2 separate regions of the Mus musculus genome follow, and region 2 is linked to region 1. A link is a contact called in public Hi-C data. All regions are on one chromosome and are shown on one strand. The core of a region is the stretch at or near the end of the contact, and the rest is flanking DNA. Distances in the headings are between cores, read along the strand shown. Region 1 overlaps H6pd (hexose-6-phosphate dehydrogenase (glucose 1-dehydrogenase)). Region 2 holds the start of Gpr157 (G protein-coupled receptor 157).

The links. A called contact is a pair of places that touch in the nucleus more often than the background predicts.
Region 2: a Hi-C map of bone marrow-derived macrophages shows a contact between it and region 1, with 51 read pairs. The contact joins the promoter of Gpr157 here to the enhancer-like site in region 1. A contact is called at or near these places in 6 of 39 promoter capture datasets (the 3T3-L1 cell line, the C10 cell line, liver and 2 more), 3 of 15 datasets of contacts at CTCF or cohesin (embryonic stem cells, large pre-B cells and pro-B cells), 33 of 484 Hi-C or Micro-C datasets (B cells, the C2C12 cell line, the CH12 cell line and 17 more), 11 of 115 datasets of contacts at active chromatin or transcription factors (the 230-238 cell line, the 3134 cell line, bone marrow-derived macrophages and 5 more) and 3 of 9 other capture datasets (adipose tissue, liver and macrophages).

What each region holds. Positions count from the first base shown.
Region 1 is chr4:149,987,924-149,992,162 of GRCm38.p6, reverse strand. All of the region lies in intron 3 of H6pd (hexose-6-phosphate dehydrogenase (glucose 1-dehydrogenase)), which reads left to right. Among named protein-coding and RNA genes, the nearest start is that of H6pd, 13 kb to the left of the region's middle. Within about 2 kb of position 2,797, at least 212 of the 459 cell types and tissues checked have an H3K27ac peak or open chromatin away from gene starts, as enhancers often do. A contact at or near this core is called in B cells, the C2C12 cell line, the CH12 cell line and 13 more, where this site is marked.
Region 2 is chr4:150,086,083-150,090,076 of GRCm38.p6, reverse strand. It overlaps Gpr157 (G protein-coupled receptor 157), which reads right to left and starts at 2,574. Exons shown (of 4, transcript NM_177366.3): 1 at 1,941-2,574. The coding sequence starts at 2,323.

The sequences.
Region 1 (4,239 bases), core at 1,548-4,047:
TCCAGTGTGCAGTTGTCTGTGGTCCTTCACGTATTGCACACCCTCTATGGATTCTTTTTGAGGATTCTGTGGAGACTGTGACCAGGCAGACTATAGCACTACAAAGGTGCCTTTGGAAGTTACAGAGTGGAAGCTGGCAGACAGATAGACAGACAGGTGGACTTAGTGAGGCCAGCCTGTAGCAGTGAGAGCATGGGTCTGAACAGCAGCTGCTACCAGGGTGGCTGTGCCCAGAGACAGACCAGGGGCTGGCTACAAGGCTCCTGTAGCAAGTAGTTTGACTATTCCTATACCTCCAGGATGGTGCTGTCCCATGTAGTGGGAGGACAGGCAGCCAGGCCATGTGTGTGTGTGTGTGTGTGTGTGTGTCTGTCCCAAAGTGTAGCCTAGGCTGGCCTCCATCTTCCAATATAGCTCAGGTTGGCCTTGAACTCACAGAAATACTCCCGCCCTGATCCCAGACTCCCAAGTGCTGGGGTCACAAACACAAACTACCACTTATGATTCCCCTTTTCTAATGTTTGTTTTTGACCCAGCTGCCCAGCAGGACAACTGCTCTGCTGTGGTTTGGGTCTCTCTAGTCTAGGCACTGGTCCAGAGCAGCCAATAATGGGAAACTGTGCTACCAGACCCTCAGTCCCAGTAGGAGGGCCTCTGTTGCAGGCCATGTTGGCACTAGATTGAGCAAACATGACTGCTGGGCAGGCGAGTCTGGTTGGCATCCTGAGGAGTGCGCTGCAGAGGCTGCAGGCCCAGTCCTCTCCCATCTACCTGACAGGAGCTGTAGCTCTGCCCGTGCCAGCACCTGGGTGACAATGGATGAGGGCCACTCCTGTGGGCCTCAGCCTGGGCTGAGTGTTTCCAAGGCTGAATTCTGAGCCCTGCAGTCTGAATTGCAAGGGAGAAGACCAAGGTCACAAGCCATTTCCCCTCCCTCTTCCCCCACCCCTACCTGCTCGTGTTCTGCTTCTACCTAGGGGTAGATGCTGGGGCTCTAAACTGTACCCTGCATTCTGGAGAGGCAGGGGTGCTCTCTGAGCCTGTCATTTCCTGCCCCCGCCCCTGCTCTGTGGCAGCCCTGGGAAAGGGACTTTTGAACTGCAAGGTCGTTTGGCTCTTTCTCTCCCACCCCCATCCACCTGGGTGGCCGCAGTCTCTCCAGCTCCCTCCCCTCCACGGCTTCTGCTTCTGCCGCAGCCTTTGGCTCAGTGGAGCTTGCTGCAGAGGCTGCTGCAGAGGCTGGGGGCACACTGGAGGAGGAAGGAAGAAGCCATCCTTCAGGCCAGCAGCAACCCCCCCTGGCAGTGTCTGACCTGGGTTCTCCCCACAGGAGACCCGAGGTCCCTCGGTGGGGTCTTCAGACGCAGCAGCATGGGCTAAGGAAGTGACCTTGGTCACTTGCTGCATTGAAGCAATGAGTCCAGAAGACTGTGCAGACAGAGAAATCGGGTCTGTAATGACAGAGGTTCAGCAGTCTATGTTCTGGGGTTTGAACCCAAGCTTTTATCCATGTGTTCCTCAGCCTCTCCGTGCCCAGGCTCTCCAGAGTTGGCCTCCCTCACTACCCTGTACTCTGGACACTCCCTACCAATTCAGTTCCCTCTGCACAAAGAGTTGATTGGAAAATGGGAGTAGGGAAGCGGGGGAGGGGCACTCCCCGAGACTGCCCCTGGTGAGGAGTGTGCTATCCAGGCATTGGGGAAAGGCATGTTCACCCCTGGGGGTTAGGATGGCTGCCCACTGCCTCTCACCAAGGGACCCAAACAACCAGGCTCCTCCCAGGTGACACCAGCTGTCCTGGCTTCCTTCTGCCCATGTGACATAAGGTGCTGGGCACTTGCTCAGCAGAGCAGCGTCCCTTCCAAGCCATCTGCTGTGCTGTCTGCAGGGTGAGCTGGGGTAGCTGCAGCTAGCTCCATACCCAGAGCCAGGGAGAGAGAGGAGGGAGGGAGAGAGAGAGAGAGAGAGAGAGAGAGAGAGAGAGAGAGAGAGCGCCAGCCAGCCAGCAGTCAGTGTCTCCCCTCGGTTCTCACCTTCCTTATTTTTAGTGATCCCAGAAGACATTGGTAGGAACTGCAGCTAACTTTTGGTTGTTTTCTCCTCTTTGTTTTGTTAATTAATTAATTAATTAATTAATTTTTGGGTCTGGGAACCCAGGTCTCCCACAGCACAGAAACATGGGAGACGGTTACTGGCTCAGTTGGAGAGAAGTGACTCTTGGTTCAACTTGTAAAGAGTGAAAGCCGCCCTAGGCACTCTCTGGGTGATTTTCTGTGTTAAATTAGATAATGACCGTGGTTGTACTCAACAAATAGAGATTCCCTCCAAGTTCACAAAGGATGATCTTAAAATGCCTGTTCCAACCAATGCTGGCTTAGCGTGTGGTCTGTAACTGGTCTACAATACTCTTCCTGCTTTCTTAAACCTCCCATCCATATCTCCATGTATTGACAATCTGCATAATATATTTTTAACAGATCTATATTTTTGTTCAGTTCTATTTATATCACAGAATATGCAGTATAAATTCTATAACTAGGCATTTTGGCTGTTTCCAGTTTTTGCTATTTTAGGTAGTACTTTCTGAAATTTTTTTTTTGAGATCAAGTCCACATTCTGTAAAATTTATCATTTAAAGTTCGTGACTCAGTGTGTTTTAGCGCTTTTGCAATATCTACTTCTAGAACATTCATGGATCATTAACTTTTACCCCTCTTGCATATTTCTACAGTGGAGTCACTGGGCCAAAGATAACAAGCAGTTCCGAGCAGTCTTCTGTCTTTTAGATAAACAAGATAGCAGAGGGCAAAGCCACGGTCCACCCTGGACTCGCACAGCTACGAGATGAGTACACGGGGTCTTCTAGTTGGCCAAACTGCTTGCACTTCCTCTTTTCTACACTCTGAATTTTAGCTTGCAACCTTTAACCTAGAAAAGAATGTGCAAAGCCAGTAGAGACTCCCTTTAGGAAAAACAAATCAGTTCCGACAGCTGACAGGTCTTGGACTAAGTCAGCACACTGAGTATGGTGAGAGCGAGCCAGCGCCAGCACCTGGCAGTCCGCGCTGCCACTCAGCCTCTGGTCCCGCCCACTCAGCGGCTCAGCCTCTGGTCCCACCCACTCTGCCGATCAACCGCTGACCCCGCCCACCCTGCCGCTCAGCCGCTGAGCCCTGTGCACAGCCTCTTTCTCCTTCACGCGTGGCCCAGGCTACAGCCCTGGTTCTTTATAGATCAGGTTGGGAGCAAAACCCATAAATCCACGGGCTGTGCTAAATACAGGCACACTCCCAGAGCTTGAAATGAAGAAGTAAAGGAAGCACTCTCTAGTCAGCAGGTAGTAACCCCCAGGCATGCAATCTCCCCAGAATGAAGGAGTGGGTGGATAAAAATAGGAAGAGAGCCACTCGGGGATTTAGGAAATTAATGAATAGTAAGCAGATAGCGGGCTTTTAAGGACTCTGGTGCCCTCTCTCCATCAAAAATTCATCTGTTCTTAAAGCCGTAATTGTCCTCTCTTTGCTTAAATCTGCTCTAACCCATTGATTTTTATCAAGTATGGGTTTTCACATTTGAGCATCCCTGAAGCTGAGTTTGCTGTCCAGAGTACCAGGCTGAGCCAGCAGCCCGCTTCTTCCTGAAGTTATAATTAGCCACGTCGCTTCACCTCTTGCCTCCAGTGACCTTTTGGGGACTCCACCATGTGTCCCATGAGGTCTCCTCTGAATCCGATTTCAAATGGACACCATCAAGGTGTACTCACACTTTCCTCATGAAATGCCAACTGCTCGTAAAAAGAAACATTTATTTTTATTTTATGTGTATGGGTATCTTGCTTGAATGTATGTCTGTGTACCACATGAGTGCCTGGTGCCCATAGTAGTCAGAAGACAGTATCTCACCCCCTGGACCTGGAGTTACAGATGGTTGTGAGCCACCATGTGGTGTTGGGAACAGAACCCTGGTCCTCTCTGTAAGGGCAACAAATGCTGAGATAGAAATATATATATATGTACACATACACACACACATATATATATATGTCCCATATATACACATGTATACATATATATACCATATCTATATATGTGGTATATATATATATATATATATATATATATATATATATATATATACCAAATATGTGTGTGTGTGTGTGTATGCTGTCTTAGTTAGGGTTTTACTGCTGTGAAAAGACACCATGACCAAGGCAACTCTTATAAGGATAACATTCAATTG
Region 2 (3,994 bases), core at 1,325-3,824, 98 kb before region 1:
AGCCAGAGGCAGGAGGTTCCAGGCCAGCCAAGGCTATACAGGGAGAACCTGTCTAATAAGTATATACACAGACACACAGTGAGGGTTCAGGTAGGCCGTGTCCAGGAATGAGAATTCTTCCACAAACAGATCCGTCAGCAACAATAACCTAAGACTCCAAGGTTATACTGTGGAGAGCCCCTAGCAACCAGCGTGGGAGGATCTGGGTCAAAAATGAACCTGCTGGGCAGGTTCTAGCAAGTCTCCTGGACACAGCCTGCCCTAGGAAGACTTCTCCAAGCATCATAGAGAACCCTCCCAGAGGGTGGCTGATGCAGACTGAGCGGAGAACTCCCAACTCAGATGGGTTAGGGAACTCATCTTCTGTAGGGACCACACAGAGGGTTCTGTTTCTTTTGCTTAAAAAATATACTGTCGTCATCGGGGTTTAAAGGAAGGCAGCAGAGGAGAGATCCTTGGAAGAAAGGTCCAACCCTGGGCTCCCTTCCCAGTGCCTGTGACCACCTGGCATCACACTTGTGGTGTCTCACACAGTCAGTGTCTGCTGCATGCTGGAGGGGAGAGAAACCCCAGACTCCTTCTCAGTAGGTCCCTACCTGTAACATGGTGACATGGCACAAAGATTTTGCTTGGCAAGTGGAGAGGAGGGCTCTTTCGTTTCTTTAGGACCGGCTGGTCTCCTTCCAACAGCTACAAGAACAGGAGGTCAAGTGACTCTTCCCAGCTTGTGGCCTCTGCGTGTGACACCCAGGTGACCTGTCTCTACCAAAGTGCTGACTACCCGCTCGGCCCTTGGAAAGCATTCAAGTTTTTAATAGAAGGGACCTATAATTAGGGCGGACGCTGGTGCCTTGAGCTGAGGCAAAGAGACAGGAAACAAGCCTTAGGCTTCCTGCCTCAAATTCTGCGCAGACTGCCGAGAATTTCAAACTGAAACGACAGGAGGGAAGGCTGGCCTCTGGGCACAGCTTTCTTGCTGACAAGCGTGAAAGAAGAGTGGACCAGCATAGTGCAGGGCCTTGGGCTTCCCCACTCTCAGGGACTCCAGGTGGCTGACAGCCTGACCCTGACCTGAGTTCTCGACAATCAAGACCACATCGAGTGACCTGGAGAGATGGTTGAGAGCATGGTTAAGAGAAGTGATTAAGAGCACTTCTTGCTCTTGTAGAGGACCTTGGTTCAATTCCCGGCACCCACATGATGGTTCACAACCATTTGTAACTCCAGTTCCAGGGGATCCGATACCCTCGTCTGACCTACGAGGGCGCCAAGTACACATACACGTGACACATACACATACATACATGCAGTCAGTTCACACACATAAAATAAAATGAATAAATCTTTTTTAAAAGCGTCTAAGAAAGTGCAGGTAATGGGGGCCTGAAGTTTATAAATGTCGTGAAAAGCTTAAAGAAGCATACCTCTGTGCATTTTACAGTTGGCACACTATCGTCTGAGAGTGGCTGGACGCACCACAACCACTGTGGTATAGAATTGGAAGCTGTGGGCTTTTAGGCCAGGGCAGCCACCTAACTCATCTTCTAGCCTGCAGACTGGAACTTCTCTCCATGGGCAGCAGAGACTGCCAGATCGCGGTGAAGTAGGAGGCAAAGGGCACAGACTGTCTCCAATTCCTTTCTAAATGGCAGACCTCTTCCTATGGGCAAGTTCTGCACCCACCCACACCTTGCTGGGAGATTCTGGCTGGGGCAGATACAGAGACCACCCTCTTCAGAGACGCTCAGACAGGTTTGGCTCCAACTTTTTGGGCAAGTTGGGCACCCTTCCATGGTTCGGGGATGCATGTGACTGCCAGTAGGACACACCACCTTGACACCTAGATAGGGAAAGCACGAATGCCACAGCACAGCACGCAAGGCCCGGGACCCATAAGCCTGGGTCTGGGGCCTGGAGGCAAAGCCGGGTCTCCTACTCACCTGATGAGGTGAAAAGCCCAGATTAGGTGGTCCGTGGAGGGCCCGCGCGTAGTTCGGACGATGCTGAGGTATAGGTAGAGGGCGATGGCCACCGTCCAGAAGAAGGAGCTGGTGTTGGCGAAAGTAGAGAGAGCGCCCTGAAGGACGCAATCCCACGAAGTGCCCGCAAAGTCCTGCAGCACTCCGTAGAAGTACGAGGCAGCCGAGAGCAGGTCCGCTAGCGACAGGAAGAGTAGCAGGCGCCGCGCCCGGCTACGCAGGTCAGGCCACAGGGCGTGCGTGGCCACCAGGAGGCCCGAGCCCAGAGCTGACAGCGCACACGACAGCAGCACCACCGCGCGCTCCCACGGCAGCAGCTCGGTGGGAGGCGCGGGTGAGGGCATGGTGGGTTGGGGACCAAGGGCAGACAGCCAGGGTGCACAGGCCTAAGGGTGCCGAGAGGTCGTGGCCAAGCCGAGCCCGCGGTCGCCTCTGTCTGGGCATTTGGCGCCCGGGCTCGCGTCCCCACGGGTCCCGCCTGCGTCCCAGCCCCGCCCAGTCTAACAACTACACAACAGCGGTCTCACCGCGGCGCCCTCCACTCCCTGTCCCTGAGCTCTACAATCCTACCCTGAGTCCTCCAGGTCCCTCCCTTGAGCACTCCACGCCCGCCCCTGAGCACTCTAATCTCGTCCCGAGTCCCCGCCCCTGCTGTCTCCAAGCTGGTAGCCCCTTCATGAGCTCTCCACACCCCGACTCTGTAACCCTGCGCGCTCTCCTCGCGTCCCGCCCCTGCACCCCGCCCCTGCGCAGTAACACATCCGAATCTGAAGCTCCAGCGCTCCGCCCCTGAGCTCTCCATGTCCCGCCCTGTAGCCCCAGAGCCCCGCCCAGCCTCCTTCAAGCTCCTCCCATGCCCCCCACTTGCGCATTGCTCCGCCCTGATGCTCTTTCAGCCTCAAGCTCAATCGCTTCTCCGCGTTTCCCCACGCCTCTGCGCCTCTACGCTTCCCTCTTACCTAGTACCTCCCAGTCCTGTCCCAATCGTTGCCTTCTGCCTCTCAGAGCCACTCTAGGAGGTTAGCAAATGGCCAGGACATCCTGTTCTGGGGGTTGGGGGGAGGCGGGGAGGGGAGAATGGCATTTTTAAGGCTAATGTTACTTTCCCCTGATCAGCCTGCTTACGTGTGTGTTGGGGAGGGGAGGGGTGGTTGCTGGAAACATTCTTTCCGATGGTGGCAAAAACAGGTCCAGAGCATGGCCTACATTCCTGAAGCTTGGGTACTCGAAATCTTCACAAGATCTGTGGTGGTGATTTGGGGAAGTTTCTAACTTTTGTTACAATGAAAGTATTGTGTTTTTGTGGGGCTGGGTGTACAACTCAGGACCTTACACATCCCAATGAAGTGCTCACCTACTGAAATATATATATACTTTTAGTTCCTTGTTTATTCTATATACCTTATTAGTGCTATTTTAAAAATACATTTTATCATTTTACGTGCGTGGATATTTTGTCTGCACGGATGTACCTGTACCATGTGTATGCAGTGCCCACAGAGGCTAGAAAAGTGCGTCAGACTCCCCACCCCCTGCACCATGTGGGGGCTGGATTCGAATCTGATCCTCTGGAAGAGCAGCAAGTGCTCTTAACCGCTGAGCCATCTCTCCAGCGCCAGGTGCGATGTTAAGGAATGAAACATTAGTGCCTATGAGATGGCCTTGAGTAATTGCCAGGGCAGAATAACACTGACAGTCTGAATTTGATTCTCAGGACGCACTTGGTGGGGTAAATTGTCATCTGACCTCCACATCTGACCTCCACACCTGTGGCTGGCGTACCCCCATACCCATAAATTTAAAAAAATGTAATTTTAAATATGTTACATGAAAAGAAAAAAGTAAGGAAGCATAGTTCCCAGTTTACAGAGGTTTTTTTTTTTTTTCTTGTTTGAACATTTTGTATTTCTTAGGGATGGAGATACTTGTGCAAGATCCAGCTTGCATATTCGATGGCCCACAACCACTTATGACTCCAGCTGCAGTGCATCCCATGGCCTGCTCTCTAAGGGCAA